Regions from separate parts of the Mus musculus genome. Here regions 1, 2 and 3 are each linked to region 4. The links are chromatin contacts, called in public promoter capture Hi-C maps. All regions are on one chromosome and are shown on one strand. The core of a region is the stretch at or near the end of the contact, and the rest is flanking DNA. Distances in the headings are between cores, read along the strand shown. Region 1 holds the start of Slc39a13 (solute carrier family 39 (metal ion transporter), member 13). Region 2 holds the start of Spi1 (spleen focus forming virus (SFFV) proviral integration oncogene). Region 3 holds the start of Psmc3 (proteasome (prosome, macropain) 26S subunit, ATPase 3). Region 4 holds the start of A330069E16Rik (RIKEN cDNA A330069E16 gene).

Region 1 (2,700 bases), core at 86-2,585, 170 kb before region 4:
TGAGGCTAAACTTTCCTTAATGACTGGGTGAGGCACTGGCTGGGCTCCTTCAGCCACCGGAGGAGGGACCATCCCTGTTGGGTGCCTCTAGCTGCCAGGAGAGGCTTGGCTGCCAGAATGTGCCGGTAAAGACACCCCAGGGTCTAAAGCCAGCACTGTTTAGCTTGATGGCGTGGTACAAAGAAACACAGGTGGGGAAACTGAGTCATAGTCCAAACCTCTTCCTCCTAAATGATCTTATTCTTGGGCACCAAGAGACAAGAGGTGGGGCTGAAGAGAAGAGATGCCTCACAGTTGCCAGAGCCAGAGGCTGTGGTAACTAACTTATGGCTAATTAATTTGGTGCTCTAGATTGTTAACTGACTGTAGTCCCTTATGAGCCTGAGCCTCAGTGTCCTCATCAGGGAATGGATGAGGTAACAGAGCTCCCTAACAGCGATGAATATGAGGTGAACTTGACAATGCAGGTAGCTGCTGGCATCGAGGAGGGAATGCAAGTCCTCTGAATGCCAGGGGAGGTCTGAAGCACTCGCAGAAGGAATGTGCTCTGCAGACTGATGGCAGCCGGATGGGGATGTGAGTCAACCAAGCCAGAAGTTCAATCTGGAAAGTTTAAATGTGATCTGCCCCGTCTTCTACTGGCTGTGACCTTGAAACTGCCTCAGTTTCCTCATCTGCCAATGGATGTTAAGAGAGAAATCATCGGTCTCTGATTGGTGGGCTACAAGCCTATGTCTGGAATCTTCAGGCCATAATTAGTGACCCCTGCCCCAGCCCTCCCCGACCCCTCGCGGCCGCCACTGCCAACACCAGCACAAACAAACGAGCAAAGCTTCACTGGGACCAAGGCAGGCCCTCGCCAGGCCAAGACCTTAGCGGGTCATGCAGAGGCAAGGGGGGACCACAGGTTCAGCAGAGAAGTATGGGGTATGGAGAGAAAGGAGAAAGCAAGAGAAAGGAAAGTCAATAAAATGAGCTAGAATGTCTGGTGGAAGGAGAAGACAAGAAGCGGGGCAGCAGGGAGGGCTGAGGGGCAGAGCGTGGGACGTCAGAGGTAAAGAGCCAAAGAGCAGGCAAGTTCAACTCCTAAACTGAGGACGAGTCGCGACAGGTTTGGGAACTGACACGGTCCATCCCGCCCCGGACGCCGGCCTGAGGGTCCAGCGATCACTCACCGCGCAGTGGCAGAGGTGGCAGCGGCAGCAGATGCAGCGCTCCGGGCGGGCCCGGCCATCCAGCTGCAGTGTCGCGCCCCGCCCCGCTCTGCCTCGCCCGGCCCCACCACTAGGCCCCCAGCCCGGAGCCACCCCCGGCGTGCAGCCACGTCACACGGGACAGTCCGGAACCCGACGCGCGCGGCTCCGGGGGGCTAGACGGAGCGACGGCGGGGGAGGCGCTTCCGCCTCATACCATGGGGGACCCGCGCGGTCAGCGCACTTCCGCTCGGGGCGGATTCTGGGGCTGCGGGGAGAGTAGGACGGAAGTGGGTACCCTCGTGGGCATCGCGTTTAGCCAAGTTAAGCTAGGGTGAGGGCGGCACCCACGCGGGAACCGGGATCAACAGGGCGGCGGGGCTTCAGTGTGGCGTCCTTCTGAGGATGCAGTTCCAGCAGTGGCCACACGGGGGCGCGCACGGCTGCCAAACCGCTCCGTCCCGGGACGAGAGCAGGGCTATGGCTCTCTGAGTCAGCAGGCCTGGCTCCTCCATGAGCTAGGGAAAGGGGAAGTGCCTGCCGCAAGGAGGGGCCTGGCTCTGGGTACCTCAGAAGAGGGAATTTTATTCTTACTCATCGAATTATTTTTATGCTTTGGTTTTTCACTTGGAACCTCAGGCCACCGTCTCCAGGACTGTAACCCTTTGAAGTCCAGTACACGTTTCTAGAGCCTGTGCCCTGGAATTTCAAGCCAGGATACAACAAAGGACTTGGTGTTCTCTTACCCTGACAAAGCTGTACCTGAACTCTTAGACCGAAGGAGCAGTTAGTGGCAATAACAATGGCTACAGTTCTCTGATCTAGGGTAGCCCTTTACTGACCATTTACTCAGTAATCAGTGTTAACTTTACCAAATCGTTTTTATCTTTCAGGTGGGTACTGACTGTTGACCTAGGGTCAGACATATGTCACACATATGGCAGAGGCGGAATTCAACTTGGATGTACCTCTCCCTAGGGCGTGCGATGGCCACCTCATGTCTAAGCTGGAGCTAAGGTGTGGATGTGGCCTAACACCCCCCACTCCTTTGCGATCCGATACATGTTTGCATCCTTCTCTGGGAATCAGCCAGTAACTGACATGGAAGACATTCAGCAGAGGCCGAATGAGTGCTCCCCTGGGCTGGCTGTGACAGAGTGAGGGGCTCATTAGTCCTCACCTACCATTGCGGCTCTCTATGGTCCCTTGTTCCTTCTGGGCGCTCCGAGAGCAGACCGAACTCACACATCACAGTTGATGCCCTACCTCACAGTGTGTGTTTGTGTGTGTGGTTGTTGTTGTTGTTGTCGTTTTACTTTGAGATTGGTTCTATGTAGCCCTAACCCCCTGCCTGTTCTGGAACTTTCTATGTAGATGTGGCTGACTTTGAACCTACAGAGATCTGCCTACTTCTACCTCCTCAGTGCTAGAATTAAATACGTGTGCCACCACTCTTGGTTTATTTATTTATATATTTTTGACATAAGGTCTCATGTAGACTACCCCT
Region 2 (2,700 bases), core at 89-2,588, 140 kb before region 4:
GGTGTGTGTGTCCTTGGAGTCAGAAGTGGGGGACAGGTGTGTGTGGAGGAAAAGAACTATTGCTCTACTCTCTAGACTGGATGTCTGAAGGACAGGAAACCCTTCCACTTTCCCAGAACTCAGCATAGAGCTTGGTTAACATAGGGAAGATGCATGGATGGATGGATGGATGGATGGATGGATATGTAAATAGGTAGACTGATTAATAGTTAAGTGGATGGATGGGTGGATGGATGGTTGGATGGATGGATGGATGGATGGATGGATGGATGGATGGATGGAAAAGTGCATTGAGAATAGATAAGTAGATGAGTAGACTGGGAGATGGATGGATATAGGCAGACTAATGAATTAATGGATATATAGATTAAGTGAATAGATGGATGTGTGGGTGGAAGAATGTATGTGTAGACAAATGATGGATGGATGGACAGATGGATGGATGGATGGATGGATGGACAGGTGGCCAGATTGACAGAAGGTCATATAGTAGATAAAGAAATAAAAATACAAACTGTTAGCAGATGGATGGGCTGATGTACGGACAGACAAGTGGCTAAATGAGCACGTTGCTAACCGCGAGGGTAAGCAGACGAGCTGACTGGCAGCTCAGAAATGAGCAGTTGGTTGAACAGAGATGTGTAGACGGATGGGTGGTGTGATGGGCTGGAGAGATGAGCAGACAATCAGAAAGAGACAAGGATAGGAAAACAGAGGAAAGAAGAAACGTGCGAGGAAGGTTTATAAAGGAGGAAGTCTAGATCGTAACGTTCAAGGGTTGGAGAAACCGGGAGAACTGGGCTGGGAACAATGTCCTTAGGGATCTGACACCAGCTGTGGTACTTAGCTGGGAGGGGAGGGGATCAGAAGCCAATGTCCTTCCCAATTGGAAGGGAAGCCCACTTGAGAAGTCTGGAAAGGAGATAAAATGTGGGAGACCCAGTGTCTACTGTTGGCCCTAATTGGCTTAGGACGATCTAGCAGATATTGCAGGGCCTACAGGAAGAGCCAAGCCTGGCAGCCTTGGGACCAAAGTCCTCCACCTGACAAATTCACCCTCAAAATTAGGGATCCACGCTCTCGCTATTCTGACCCCCCGAAGAGGGGACTCTTGGCCACCAGAGGGGACTGAGAAGAAATCGGTATTATTAGGCTAAAAGAACAGTGGACTACTTCAGCAAGGCCTAGCGACCGGAGCAGCAGAAGCCTTCCATGGTAGTGCTAGCCTTTCTCCCTCCCAGCCCCAGTTTCCTCTGGGCAGGGGCCTGGCCCCCTGTCTTCCCAGGGCTGCCCTTTGAGAACCACCTGCCCCAGCCGGCCAGAGACTTCCTGTAGCGCAAGAGATTTATGCAAACGGGCTGGGGCGGTGATGTCACCCCAAGGGGACTATCTCCCAGTGGCAGGCCCTTCGATAAAATCAGGAACTTGTGCTGGCCCTGCAATGTCAAGGGAGGGGGCTCACCCAGGGCTCCTGTAGCTCAGGGGGCAGGCCTGAGCCCTGCGTCTGACCCACGACCGTCCAGTCCCCCGACGGGGCACCTGGTCCTGAGGGGGATCCGCCTTGATCCCCACCGAAGCAGGGGATCTGACCAACCTGGAGCTCAGCTGGATGTTACAGGCGTGCAAAATGGAAGGGTTTTCCCTCACCGCCCCTGTGAGTACTGGGGCTTCACTACCAGCCCAGCCTGGGGCTTTGGGATGTGTGACCATCTGCCCACTAACCCACCAGCCCACCCGATGCCCTCCGGCTCCCTATCAGTGGGAAGTTGGTGTTTCCTCCCCGGAGCTGCTGGTCTGAGACCCAGCGAGGGGCCATTGGCTTCCTTAGAGCATGCCCTGGCGGGCTGAGGGTTGCCGGCTGGCCCCATGGTGGGGCTGTGATCGGTGGGGCCTGAACAGCTATTTATAGATGGGTTCAGTGGCAGGCCGAACTCTAGGGCAGGGTTCTGGGTTGAAGATGGCGAGGGCGGCTCCTGAGAGGCCATGGATGAGGAGATCTGGAGACTGGCCTAGGAGTCTCTGGAGGCAACAGGAGAGGTTTCAACTCAAGACCTGTGGGCTCCTGAGGCAAAGGCTATTAGAACTCGAAGTCACCCGTGGGTCCCCAACATTCAGTTTGTGGCCTGGCTGTTGATCCAAGTGTTTGGGCTTTGGGCCTACATGGATCTGAGAGTCTTGGGCAGTGACCAAGACTGGCTTCTTAGGGCCAGGCCGGGCAAGAGAAGAACAGAGCAGAAACCCTGCAGTTAGATTGTGGCTAGAACTTAGCTCAATGAGAAATCGGGTGAAGAATGGACTGGGGCCAGAATGGGACGGAGATTGGGACTGGAGTGAGAAGATCTGGCTAGAGTTAAGGTGGGGCAGGGACAGGGACACTAGCAGGTGGGAGGATCCCACCTGTTCCTCCTGTTTTCAGTGACAGTCACAGCTTTGGGCGAATGGCAGCCCAGAATCCCTTAGAGAGGACCCTCTTGCTTTCTCCTACCCTTGGAGGTGTTGGGGCAGTGAGGAAAAGCTGAGCAGGGCCTGCCCACCTGACTCAGCGTTCCTGAACTAGAGACAGATCTCTTCTCTATCCCTTCCAGCCCTCCGTAGCACCTCAGGCCTGACATCGTAGTCAGTGTCCTGCAACAGGGGCAGGCCTAGTGTGCTGCCTGGAAACCCAGGGAAGAGGGCCAGCTTCTGGTCTCCTCACAGGAT
Region 3 (2,700 bases), core at 158-2,657, 180 kb before region 4:
CATATTCTATAGATCTCTGAAGTGTTTGAAGACCATCTATCGACATAGACTATGTTGAATAGGCAAGCATTGCTTGTTTATAGCTATTTACAACCTGTGTAACTTTGAAAACATCTTTAGACTAAATAAAGCTTATTTCTGTAATTAACTAAACTAGTATCTAACATGACCATAAATGTCATTATTTATGGGTAACTAATTACTAACTTGCCTTTCAGATTATCCTAAACAGTTTGTAATAGCAGCTTTCAGGGACTAGAACTTGGGCTGCAGAGATGGCTCAGTAGGTAAGACTGCTCTTCTGAAAGTCCCAAGCAACCACATGGTGACTCACAACCACCCATAATGAGATCTGACACCCTCTTCTGGTTCATTTGAAGATCGCTACAGTGTACTTATTTATAATAATAAATAAATCTGCCAGTCAGTGGTGGCCTTTAATTTCAGAACTTGAGAGGCAGAGGCAGAGGCAGAGGCAGGTGAATTTCTGAATTCAAGCCAGCCTCGTCTATAGAGTGAGTTCCAGGACAGCCAGGGCTACACAGAGAAACCCTGTCTCGAAAAATCAAAATAAATAAATAAAATTTTTTAAAGGACTAGAACTTTACAGCACATGAGTTGTGTAGATATAATACTTTAAACAAGAGTAGAAACATATATACAGTACATTGTAACAAAAATAACTTCCCTATGTGGACAGTTAGATCTGCATTAATATTAGTAGAAGCAATGGTTTATCTGGGTTTTGTTAGGCTATTTTTGTTTAAGACTCACAGTGTGACCAGAATAGCTAGAAATACACTATGTAGCACAGGGTGGCCTTAATATGCAGCAATCCTTCTGCTTCATCTTTGCAGTGGCTCAGTGTCTGTGATGACAGGCATGTGCCATCAAACCTAGCAGTTTCTTTTCAACCTTTCTCTTTCTTTCTTTCTCTTTCTTTCTCTCTCTCTCTCTCTCTCTCTCTCTCTCTCTCTCTCTCTCTCTCTCTCTCTCTCTCTCTCTCTCTCTCTCTCTCTCTCTCTCTCTCTCTCTCCCTCTCCCCCCCCCCTCTTCCTCCCTCCCTTTTGTTTTTGGTTTTTGAGACAAGAGTTTCTTTGTGTAGCCTTAGCTCTCCTGGACTCACTCTAGACCAGGCTAACCTTAAACTCAGAGATCCGCCTACCTCTGCCTCCAGAGTTCTGGGACTAAAGGCATGCGCCACCACACTGGACATTTTGCAAATCCGTGAATTCCAAGTTTACCTGGGTTCTTAGATTGCACCGGCACCTGTGCAAACTCCTTTTCAGTTATCCGCCAGGCTAAAAACTGCATTTCCCGAAAGACTCCGCGGCTTTCTCCTGCCTCCCGCCTCTTCCGGTTGTGCAGCAAGCCCCGCCCCGCCTGTACGCCGGCCAATAGCAGCCCAGCCCTCGCTCCCGCACAAACCGGAGCAACCGGCGAGCCACGGGGCGGGCCCTGTAGCCTCGGTTTGGTTCGTGGAGTCCCAGCGGCAGATTCGCTCGGAGACGCGGACAGAACCCGTTCTGTCGCGTCAGGAATCGCGGGTGAAGTTCTCCACGGGTGGAGAGAAGACGTTGAGAAAGGCTGCGCTGGGCTCCCTCAGGGGCTCGTGCGCACTCCCAGTTTCGGCCTCTTCATGCAGGAAATGAATCTGCTGCCGACGCCCGAGAGTCCAGTGACTCGGCAGGAGAAGATGGCGACCGTGTGGGATGAAGCTGAGGTGAGTGTTGGGAGACCTGAGGGGCGTCCCAAAGTTTGGGCTATAAGGTTAGACGTTCTTGGAGGCCGGGAAAGGAGGTGGCTGGAAGGCCAGGTCCGGTCTGGACTGGTTGCAGAGCTTCTTGGGTTGTCCCGACTTCATCCTGCTGTTGGGTTAAGGAAGCAGGCGCTGAGGGGGCTGTGGGACCGTGGGATGGCAGCTCTGAGTTACAGTAAATAAGTACTTCTTCTCTTATTTGAACAGCAAGATGGCATTGGGGAGGAGGTGCTCAAGATGTCCACGGAAGAGATTGTCCAGCGCACACGGCTGTTAGACAGCGAGATCAAGGTGGGCTCCTGGCTCCGGTGCAGGCAGCGGAGTTCTCAGATCTCCATTTTACAGATGAGGAACCCGAGGCTCAGAGAGGGATGAATTCACACTCAAACCCATGGAAAATACCTAGCCCTGTCCCACAGCCGCTTTGTCAGGAGGTTTTCCCACTGGCCTCTTGTCCTGACCTCTGCAGTTTGGACATGTACAGGCTGGGCCTTCAGAAAGCCTGAGATCTGGTTGGATGGGTCTCCCGGGTAACCTGGACCTCATCTATTAGAGGGCTGTAATGAATGCAGGCTGAATCAGGGTTGAACATTGGTTTTCTCTTATCCCAGATCATGAAGAGTGAAGTATTGCGAGTCACCCATGAACTCCAAGCCATGAAAGACAAAATCAAAGAGAACAGTGAGAAAATCAAAGTGAACAAAACCCTGCCGTACCTTGTCTCCAATGTCATCGAGGTGTGTGTCTGTGTGTGGGAAGAGGAGGAGGCAGGAGGCTTGGAGACATCTAGGGATGGGGCCCATAGGGTAGAGTGTAAAAAGCAATGTTTAAGTCTGCAAAGACCTTAGAAGTGTCACAGATTTCTGCCATTTTCTTCTTTTGTTCCTTCTTGGGGCAGATGAACTTTGCAAACAGAAGCAGCACCTCAACAAAGGTGTTGT
Region 4 (2,700 bases), core at 147-2,646:
GAGGCCAGCCTGGGCTATAGAGCAAGACTCTGTATTTAAAGAAATACTAAATAATGTCATGAGCAACCATTACTTGAGTGGAAACCAGAAGAATGCAGTAAGGTTTAGAAAAGTTCCAAATTGATTAGGTGGCTTCAAGGAAGAGAGGTAAATCAGAGTATAATAAAAATAAGCCGGGAATGGTGGCACACGCCTTTATTCCCAGCACTTGGGAGACAGAGGCAGGCGGATTTCTGAGTTCTGAGGACAGCCAGGGCTACACAGAAAAACCCTGTCTCGAAAAACTAAATAAATAAATAAATAAATAAACAAACAAACAAATAAATAAAACAACTCTGAATTACCAAGCCCTTCTGGTGGACCCAATCTATAAGTCCTTTTTTTCTCTTGACAACTTTCCTTTCTTTTCATGGCTAAAACCACTCTTATCAATTTATCACATTCCTTATAGCCCCAGGTTCAAGTCCTGGTAAACCTCTGAGAATGCGCTTTCTGAAGAAAGGAGGGAGGGAATTTCAGACTCTCAGAGCTAACATAACCGAGAGGCTATGAAAGGGAGGATTACTTTGAAACAGTAGATGTGTAAAACTTCTGGAACAAGGAAAGTGGGGACTGTGGCTTTTACGGTGATGGCACTCATCTGACTCTTTCTGTCACCTGGGGTAGAGGTGGGGGGGCTGTTCAACTTAAAACTCTCTGCTGTCAATGAACTGGCCAATAAAACCAGTCGGCAGCGTGTGGCTCAGTGGCAGCCCACTTGCTGAGAGAACTGGAGGCCTGGGTTCGAACCCTCGATCTCCCAAATAAAATCACAGCCTGAGGCGACAGAAGCCAAGAACTGCTTCAGAAGCCCAGGCACAAGCACCCACCACCCCAGCTTCAGCCTCTGGCGCGAGCACCCTGAACCCCCGGAAAGCTAAGGCAGCAGCACAGGCCGTACCGGGACCCTGCACACGCAGCTTCTTGGCTTCGGGCTCCAGCTCCTGAGGACCTCTGCGACTTTTGCTCCTGAGGAGCACCGCAACGTCGGGGGACTTCTGGGTTTCTGGGCATTTCTTGGGAGCCATGACGTACTCGGTGAAGAGATATCAAGCTCTGTGGCAAAATAACGAAGCAAGGAGTGGAAAAGCCTCCGTGGAGAAAACAGGAAGGGACTACGTATGAGGCAGCGCCGTCGCAGGTAGCGCAGCTAAGACACCTTCGCGCCAAACGCTCCTCCGGGCTGCTTTACTTTTAGCCCCGCCCCGTCCCCTCAGGGCTGTCCCGCCCCTTGGAACTGCCCCGCCCCCTCGGGATTGCCACAGTAGGGGGCTGTCTTGCCCCCGGAACTGCCCCGGACTGCCCCAACCCCTCGGGCACGGCCCGCCCCCGGCCGCTCCTCCTCTTCCGGAGTAACGTGTGCAGCTCACAGGGAGGGTTTTTTATTTTAACTCCCTAGGAGCTGGGCCTTGGCTTGTGCTGGATCTGAAGAAAGCCGATTATTTGAACCTGAGGAGGGAGCGCTGGCCGTAAACCCTGCATGCTGGAGGCGGAGCCAGGCGGCGTTTCAGGCCAGCCTGGTGTACACGTTCCAGCAATCCGGTGACCTACGCAGAGAAACCCTGTCTCGAAGAACAACAAAGAGAGAGAGAGAGAGACAGAGACAGATAAAAGTAGGTAGTTTATGTCTTAAAAAGAGCAAAGATTCAAGTGTGGCTAAATATTTCTCATTTCCCCCATTAATAATAGGTGTCTCTAGGGCTGGAGAGATGGCTCAGTGGTTAAGAGCACTGACTGCTCTTCCAGAGGTCCTGAGTTCAATTCCCAGCAACCACAAGGTGGCTCACAACCATCTGTATTGGGATCTGATGCCCTCTTCTGGTGTTTCTGAAATGACAGTGTATTAAATAAATAAATCTTAAAAAAAAAAAAAAAGTGCCTCTGATTACCCAATCACAGCCTTAGCATTTGATTCTTTCCTCTCGCTTTACAGATGAATGTATTTTACCTCATACTATAGAAAAGAGCTGTATCTATGGTGGCAGGCTCTGTGTAATTCCCAACACTGAGGAGGCTGAGGCATGAAGAGTTTGCCTGGACTACACTGATATCTTGTAAGGATCAGATAAGAGTGAGAAAATCTGGGGCTGGAGCGATGGCTCAGCGGTTAAGAGCACTGACTGCTTTTCCAAAGGTCCTGAGTTCACATCTCAGCAACGACATGGTGGCTCACAACCATCTGTAATGAGATCTGACTCCCTCTTCTGGAGTGTCTGAAGACAGCTACAGTGTAATTATTTATAATAATAAATAAATCTTTAAAAAAGAAAAAGAGTGAGAAAATCTGGCATGCTATTGCACAGCAAGGTGACAGCAGACAATGGGTTTGCTGTATATTTTCTAAAGGTAGAAAGGTTTTGAATGTTTTCACCACAAACGATATCTGAGAAGATGTGCCTAACCCAATTTAAAGAATACAATATGTGTGTGTCAAAAGTAATGTATTCCTTATGAAGATGATACTTACATAAACATATGTAAAATTTATATGTTTTAATGTAGTTTAATTTTATTTTAAATTAAAATGATGCTCTAGAAGAAAATAAAAAGCTGAACCCAGCACCAATAATGGGGATGTCCTAAGATGTGCTTAAATTAAGAATTGTAGCTTAGTGGCTGGAGAGATGGTTTAATGGCTAAGAGAGCTTGCTGCTTTTTCAG

What was found. Promoter capture Hi-C pulls out the DNA fragments that hold promoters and counts their contacts. Capture Hi-C pulls out chosen DNA fragments and counts their contacts.
Region 1: a contact with region 4 is called in a promoter capture Hi-C map of liver, with 4 times the contacts expected there. The contact joins the promoter of Slc39a13 here to the promoter of A330069E16Rik in region 4. A contact is called at or near these places in 20 of 39 promoter capture datasets (the 3T3-L1 cell line, 3T3-L1-derived adipocytes, the C10 cell line and 13 more), 2 of 15 datasets of contacts at CTCF or cohesin (both in embryonic stem cells), 16 of 484 Hi-C or Micro-C datasets (B cells, the Ba/F3 cell line, CD4 T cells and 7 more), 16 of 115 datasets of contacts at active chromatin or transcription factors (the 230-238 cell line, the HPC-7 cell line, the SCID.adh cell line and 10 more) and 4 of 9 other capture datasets (adipose tissue, liver, macrophages and 1 more).
Region 2: a promoter capture Hi-C map of liver shows a contact between it and region 4. The contact joins the promoter of Spi1 here to the promoter of A330069E16Rik in region 4. A contact is called at or near these places in 13 of 39 promoter capture datasets (the 3T3-L1 cell line, the C10 cell line, the HPC-7 cell line and 6 more), 6 of 484 Hi-C or Micro-C datasets (the Ba/F3 cell line, the N1E-115 cell line, bone marrow-derived macrophages and 3 more), 12 of 115 datasets of contacts at active chromatin or transcription factors (the 230-238 cell line, the HPC-7 cell line, bone marrow-derived dendritic cells and 5 more) and 4 of 9 other capture datasets (adipose tissue, liver, macrophages and 1 more).
Region 3: a contact with region 4 is called in a promoter capture Hi-C map of adipose tissue. The contact joins the promoter of Psmc3 here to the promoter of A330069E16Rik in region 4. A contact is called at or near these places in 20 of 39 promoter capture datasets (the 3T3-L1 cell line, 3T3-L1-derived adipocytes, the C10 cell line and 13 more), 8 of 484 Hi-C or Micro-C datasets (B cells, the Ba/F3 cell line, CD4 T cells and 3 more), 17 of 115 datasets of contacts at active chromatin or transcription factors (the 230-238 cell line, the SCID.adh cell line, acute myeloid leukemia and 9 more) and 4 of 9 other capture datasets (adipose tissue, liver, macrophages and 1 more).

Annotation. Positions count from the first base shown.
Region 1 is chr2:91,068,980-91,071,679 of GRCm38.p6, forward strand. It overlaps Slc39a13 (solute carrier family 39 (metal ion transporter), member 13), which reads right to left and starts at 1,336. Exons shown (of 10, transcript NM_026721.3): 1 at 1,176-1,336. It overlaps Gm39874 (predicted gene, 39874), which reads left to right and starts at 1,372. Exons shown (of 2, transcript NR_166131.1): 1 at 1,372-1,527; 2 at 2,087-2,644.
Region 2 is chr2:91,095,340-91,098,039 of GRCm38.p6, forward strand. It overlaps Spi1 (spleen focus forming virus (SFFV) proviral integration oncogene), which reads left to right and starts at 1,339. Exons shown (of 5, transcript NM_011355.2): 1 at 1,339-1,654. The coding sequence starts at 1,610.
Region 3 is chr2:91,052,609-91,055,308 of GRCm38.p6, forward strand. Psmc3 (proteasome (prosome, macropain) 26S subunit, ATPase 3) reads left to right here and starts at 1,408. Exons shown (of 12, transcript NM_008948.2): 1 at 1,408-1,723; 2 at 1,967-2,050; 3 at 2,371-2,496. The coding sequence starts at 1,640. It also overlaps Gm13778.
Region 4 is chr2:91,235,750-91,238,449 of GRCm38.p6, forward strand. It overlaps A330069E16Rik (RIKEN cDNA A330069E16 gene), which reads left to right and starts at 1,397. Exons shown (of 2, transcript NR_015464.1): 1 at 1,397-1,652; 2 at 1,973-2,608. It overlaps Ddb2 (damage specific DNA binding protein 2), which reads right to left and starts at 1,317. Exons shown (of 10, transcript NM_028119.5): 1 at 941-1,317. The coding sequence starts at 1,067.